Linked DNA regions of Danio rerio: region 1 is linked to region 2. The links are chromatin contacts, called in public Micro-C maps. All regions are on one chromosome and are shown on one strand. Each heading gives the region's core, a stretch centred on a gene start, on an enhancer-like site or on the middle of the called end of the contact. The rest is flanking DNA. Distances are from core to core; before and after follow the strand shown. Region 1 holds the start of actb1 (actin, beta 1). Region 2 holds the start of fam83gb (family with sequence similarity 83 member Gb).

Region 1 (3,209 bases), core at 315-2,814, 520 kb after region 2:
AAAGCACCAGCTCACCGAGAAATGAGGAACTGCAAAGAGGAACCAATTTGTTTGAAGGAATTTAAAAACGTTGAAGGTTAGCTTAAAACAGATTCACTTGAATTTATTGTAATGAACGCTTAAATTAACTTTTATTAGATCTGACTTTCAAAGCTGAAGAACTTCGAAACAAACGAGAATCAGATCAAGTTTAAAAATCACTTATGCAAGCAGATTCTCAAAACAGGCAATAAAGCTGTGAATTAACACTTTAATAAACTTCATTATCTAAAAACGAATATAAATCGATTTTAAAAGATGTAAAATGCACAAATGAGAGTTTAATGTGGTTCAATATGATTAACATGTTATTAGGATGGTTTATTAAATGTACCTGATGTCTGGGTCGTCCAACAATGGAGGGGAAAACAGCACGAGGGGCATCATCTCCAGCAAAACCGGCTTTGCACATACCGGAGCCGTTGTCAACGACCAGGGCAGCGATTTCCTCATCCATGGCTGTAGGGAAAAAAAGCGAAACTGTTAAAATATGAATGGGTAGTGTCTTTTATAGGCGGTGATGACTGATGGATTTGTGACGTCTGGCCAGTAGGCGGCGCAAAGGCGCAGGGTTGAAACCAAGAGATTTGAGACAAAGGAAGTGGCCAGGCAGCCTCACTATTGCCTTATATGGCAATAAGTTAGAGCAGCTCAATGCCGCCGATTCAGCGCGTGGAATCAGACCAACGGACGCGACCACTCCCTCCCGGTCTCAAAGGCCGAGATAAGCGCTTTACAACGCCACGAGTGAAATCCCGGTGCTCACTAAAACACGCTCTTGTCTTTTGAAAAGGAAATAAAACGAAGCCATTTCAACAGAAAGAGTAACTTAACTTTAACGAACTAGAAGTGCTGCAATAATCTTTAACTTCGTGTGTGACTGACAAGTTTATGAAATCCCAACAACGTTACAGACAAACAAGAAACTTTAAAAGCTTTTATATATATTTGACCGTGCACACGAATTAAACGGCAGTGATACCGGTTAATGCGTTATAGTAGCCACACCCACCATTCAAACTGCGAACACTGCCGTTGATGATACTAACGTTAACGTTGATTAATAAATCCACATTTAAATTAAACCTTACATTAAAAATCAATTTACTACCAAATATGAATTTAATAAATCGCTTTATGTAGAAGGCTTTACAGTTGTATTACTCTAACGTTAGCTTTGAAAGCTGGAACTGCTACCGGTTAAAACCATTAATAAAACACAAGCACAAAAATCAGCATAACTTATTCAGCGTTGTAAAAATCAACAGCAAAGTACATATTTAGGCAGACAGGACCAAGACTTCAATTCAAATCCGATCAGCAAGCAAAATGAAATATAGCTTTAATAAATAAATCTCCAATAATCATCATAAGCATTACTAAATTATTCCAAATACCAGTAAATATTAATATAAAAGCATTCTCACCTGTGTATTAGTAGGTTATTGTGAACAAGGGGAGTGAAGATCTTCTCAGCGTGCACTGAAAACTCACAATGCTGAGCGTGAGGTGGGTCACAGCTTTATAGCCGGCACTGCGGCCGGCTCCTTCCATATAAGGTAAACTTTCGGCAGCGAGCGGTCTGATTGGCCAGCCGTCGTCCACTTGGCGAGTTTCAAGCTAGTTGCTTGAAATTCAAGTTCTGGGTTGAAATAATGTATGTCAGGGATCGGCGAAAAGGCGAAATAATTTGATAAGGAAATACACGATAAGTTGATTTGACACAGCATTGGCAGATGTAACACTTGAATTAAGGATATGTATATCATTTGGATTGGAACACAGTTAAATCAGTAAAGGATGCTAGACTTCATGTCTGTGGCTTAACGTTACTTTTAAATAACCTCACATACAGCGAGTAACGTTAAATAGTTTATTATTTCTGTGAAAAACGAGCAATGCATGATGTAAAGTTGCATTTATATAAGCTGTACTTAGGCTGCAGGAATGACAGGACGTTTAAACATAGCAGTACGACATTGTCCAATAGTATTTAAACTTATATTGTATTTTACTGTATGTTTCAGCTCTATAAATGACAACAATGTGTAAACTAACGTTATACAAGAGCCATTATTGGTAGAACAGAGAAGAAATCATTATTTGATTAACGTTATACACTAATCTGCTTTACATTTCAGTTAATGTTTGACAGCTAGTTGAAAACGACTCATTTACGATTAATTCTTGAGAAGACATTTTAAGTGTGTCATTTTATTAGGTTAGTTTGATGAACAACGTGGGCGTGGCTCCCATTTAAAGTACAGGTACTTCTCGTGACTCTATAAAACATAATGTAAAAGCATATTTAAAAAAGGCTTTATTTGTGAACATTGCACTGTTTAATTCAATCGTAGGTTGCTTTTGTGCATAATGCTTTGCTGTTTATAATATCATGGATGTAAAGCTGCAGAAGATCAGGAGTCATTCGGAAATTAATGAAATATTGACTATTGTTTTGTTGTTGCTCAGATCGGCGTCTGTTACATCGCCGCTCGGCATGTTAGATGCAACCGTATTAAGCATATTTCATTTTATCTGGTTATCTGCAAAGCAGGGGATACAAAACAAGGGCACGGTGCTCCATAGAAAACAACACTTCCTGTCAAGCCGGCTTTTGCGTAATTACGTCATAAACCGATGACGCTTCACGCTGCTGCATTACTGGAATCTGAAGAGTGCACAAAAAAAATCAGCCTACATACCCTGTTACTTAAAAAGACTGATAATATAAACTATTGAATAACACTATATGTCGTGAATGTTTTGAAGCACAGACTGTTTAGTTTACATTCGATAAAGTAATGTGACACTGATAGGCTAGGCTAATGGCTTCAAGGAAAAAAAAATACTAGAAAGGGTTCCTATTTAGGCTAAACGAGATCCCAAATTGATTTAATATGACTTTTCATTGAAAATATGTAAATTCTTTAGCATATTCCGGTTTTTCAGAGGAACCAAGGGGTCATAAATAGGTGTTAATCCCAGTTTTAAATGTCCTGCCTTCAGCTTGGGCAATCTGAGACGCGTGGCAGCACGCCCTATCCATGGTGCTTTGCAATTCTTATCTTATCAGCATGAAACCAAAAAGGGGACTAAATTGTGCATTTAATGTTAAAATCGTAAGGAGCAATGGCTGTTAAAACGTCACCAGGATGACACCTAATACA
Region 2 (3,288 bases), core at 177-2,676:
TGTTAGGAATTACCAAAGAATAATGTTCTTAAAATGTTAGAATTAAGGAGAAAGTCAGAACGTGTGAATATAAAACCAACTTCACCTCAATAGTCAGATGATGATCACAAAAGAACCGGTTTAGTGCTTATCTTTTAAGGGTCTACAGTTTCTGGGACAGAGTGACCATACAGTACAATCGTGCTTTTCAAGATTGTCTAGTTTACCAACCTTCTGTGCTTGCGCGATGGCCTTTCTCACAACCTCTTTTATATGCGTTTGTCCGTCAATCGGCGGTTGCGTGTACACATTAACACGCGTCACTCCGCGGTAAGAATTGCAGTCGGGCCATCCGAGATCCAGATTCGGTATGGATGTGTCAGAGCGATCCGGCCAGTACTGTAAAGACACTGCCCTGTCCTCTCCCTCCGTCATACCATCCTGTTTTTGATGCTCAGAGCCGGGTTTATACTCTTCTATGCTCCTGCGAAACATCTCGAGTTCGGGTTCCGATAGGAAAGGACGCAGTTCACGCTCCTTCACAAAGGCGTCAAACGCGTCGCGTCCTTTCGTGGCAAGAGATTCAAGAGCGAGCCGCTGGTCCTCGCTGTAGAAAAACTCCGGTTTGGACTCATTTAGACGCCAGTTCACATGATTGTCATCAAGACACTGAACCTGAGAGAGAGCCATTGTGTTTCCAAAAACAATCCAAAATTGCTTATAAAAGAAGGAGATTCTTTCTTCGAGTTATAAGTAATGTAATTAGTTAAGAGCTACTGTAATCCCCCAAAATGAAGTCTTGGGGAAAAGTGTTTCCTCCGTTAACGGCTGGAAAAGTTCCTCGTGTAAAGCGTTTCCATATTAAAGGAAGCACTTTGTTGTCAAATAATGCGGATTGGCGGTCGTATAGAATCCTTTTATATATTTACATCAAGGTAAAACTGTGTCCTAAAGATAGAAACTGCCCCTCAGATGTTACTTGATCATGTTACCCCGGGTAGTCCTACTTCAGTACAGAACGCAGTTGACCGCAGAGCCGCAGCAGATCATCTTTCAGTTGACAACAGGTAGAGTCGAACAAAGCATCTCCAGAGGCTCTAGTGATTAGACACACCTCAGTCACCTGACCGGGAGGAGCACACACACACACACACACATACACGCGCCCAACAGGCTTCAGCCACGCCGACTGGATCCGCGTTCAGGCTCTTCCACAAAAGCAGAAAGCCTCGATATCACCGACTCCGACGAGCAAACAACAACAACCATCGTAAAACAAAGTTTACGGATTGTCACTACAGTGTTGACAGCTGAGCATAACTTTCGCGTTCTGTCCGATTTTAATAATGTCCGGTTAAAAATTTCCGTGGAGTTTTTGCGTGACTTTGCGCCACTTCTGCTGACTCTGAGCTACAAAGAGGAAGAGGCCAGACGTCGGGTTGCATGAGGGTCGATGACGCGGCGTCCTGTCCGAATATTACACGGCTGAGTCAACAGCTACGTGGGTTTGGGCGGGGTATCCGGGAAAAAAAGTGACAGGAAACTGTAGAAAGTGAAACAGACAGTTCCTATTTCCCACCAGACCTTTGGCAACAATGTAGCTTCTGGAGACAGATAGACAAAAAGTTGAATGAACAATAGGAGGACTGGTTGTCAGACACAACTGAACTTCCATGAGAAATTTAAACCTTTTTATTAAAATATAGATATACCTATAGTAGGCTATTAACCGTGTTTTGGCGATTGCCATTTGATTTGTGTGACCACAGATTAACAAAACCCATGCTATGCTAGAAAATAGGGCTGCACGAAAAATCGAACATTGCGATTTTTTATGGCAATATAAACACAATTTCACAATTTTGAGTTGAACTATTTGGAAAAAATTTATAATTTCAGATATTGATTAGGGTGATTCTGTAGAGGAATGCATACAGATATAATAAACAATCTACAAGTATAGATAAGTTCAATAAAGAAAAGATGCAATGAACAGCGTTTTCCAAACTGCATTCAGGTATACAGTAATTTGAATAATCAAATGTAAAATAATACTGCATTGTTTCCATTTTATAAACAATTCCATAACATGAATTGTTGTTAATTTGTCAAAGGTACAAGTGGTACAATTTGTTATGCTTGAATGCTTTTAAAAACTTCACAGTCACTGGCCAAAAAAAGAAAAAAAAAACCTTCTAAATAATAATTTTTAATCCAGACTCATCTCCAGACTGTATTCTCACGATGTGACTATTGTGAATGATCACAATACGATATCGATGCTGAAAGGAATGATGTACTGTGCAGCCCTACTAGAAAACTAATTTGTGGTTACCATTGTTTTCGTAAGCAATGTTCCATCGTTATTCAGCTTTTTTTTATTTTTATGCTAAACCCCAAAATATTTATTCAGATTCTATCTTAAGTTCCAATAAAATCAATGTTCCCAGTCTTAACAAGACTTTGTATTAGTAAAAGTAAATATTTCAGTTTGATAGACAAAAATACTTGTGCATAAAATGCACAAACGAAGTTACTGCTGTCACTGTACTGTATATGTAACAGAATCTTATGTCTTTCTCTTCGGCTTAGTCCCTTTATTATTTCCTGGGTCACCGCAGCGGAATGAACCGCAAACTAATGCAACATATACTTTACACAACGGATGCCCTTCCGCTGCAACCCATCTCTGGGAAACATCCATACACACTCATTTACACTAATACAATACGAACAATTTACCCTTCCCACTTCACCTATACCACATGTCTTTAAACTATGGAAACCAGAGGAAACCCATGCGCACGCTGGGAGAACATGCAAACTCCACACAGAAAAGCCAACTGTCCCAGCCGAGGCTCGAACCAGCGACCTTCTTGCTGTGAGGCGACAGTATCTTATATTTATTAATTTATCTTATAAATAATTTATATTATTTGTTCTAGCATTTTCTGAAATGTTTTGTTTATTAATTGTTCCTTGTTTAAAATTTAAGTTAAGTAACAACTTAGGTGATAAAGTAGTTATAACTAATAAGTTATAATTTATATCAGTTATAACTATAAACTTAGTTATAACCATAACTTAGTTATAACTAGGCTCACACGAAATCTGCACAAGCAGAAATCCAGATTTTTTAGCCCATCATTTAGTTTATTTATTTACTTGTGTATATGTGGGTACATTAATATTTATTCAGTTTTTAAAAATAATGTCAGTAATATTATTGACGAATATGAAAATGTTCATTTCATTTATTTACAATACAGTTTGTAAAATAATATTTTCTTTCTTTCAGTAGATCTATTA

The links. Hi-C and Micro-C count contacts between places; a contact is called where the count stands out from the background.
Region 1: a contact with region 2 is called in a Micro-C map of caudal fin, with 7 times the contacts expected there. The contact joins the promoter of actb1 here to the promoter of fam83gb in region 2. A contact is called at or near these places in 2 of 18 Hi-C or Micro-C datasets (caudal fin and an unstated tissue) and 1 of 4 datasets of contacts at active chromatin or transcription factors (caudal fin).

Annotation. Positions count from the first base shown.
Region 1 is chr1:10,083,264-10,086,472 of GRCz12tu, forward strand. It overlaps actb1 (actin, beta 1), which reads right to left and starts at 1,565. Exons shown (of 6, transcript NM_131031.2): 1 at 1,467-1,565; 2 at 374-498. The coding sequence starts at 496. LOC137495411 (a long non-coding RNA gene) reads left to right here and starts at 1,650. Exons shown (of 4, transcript XR_011015240.2): 1 at 1,650-3,209.
Region 2 is chr1:9,567,746-9,571,033 of GRCz12tu, forward strand. It overlaps fam83gb (family with sequence similarity 83 member Gb), which reads right to left and starts at 1,427. Exons shown (of 6, transcript XR_011015236.2): 1 at 211-1,427. All of the region lies in intron 9 of slc5a10 (solute carrier family 5 member 10), which reads left to right.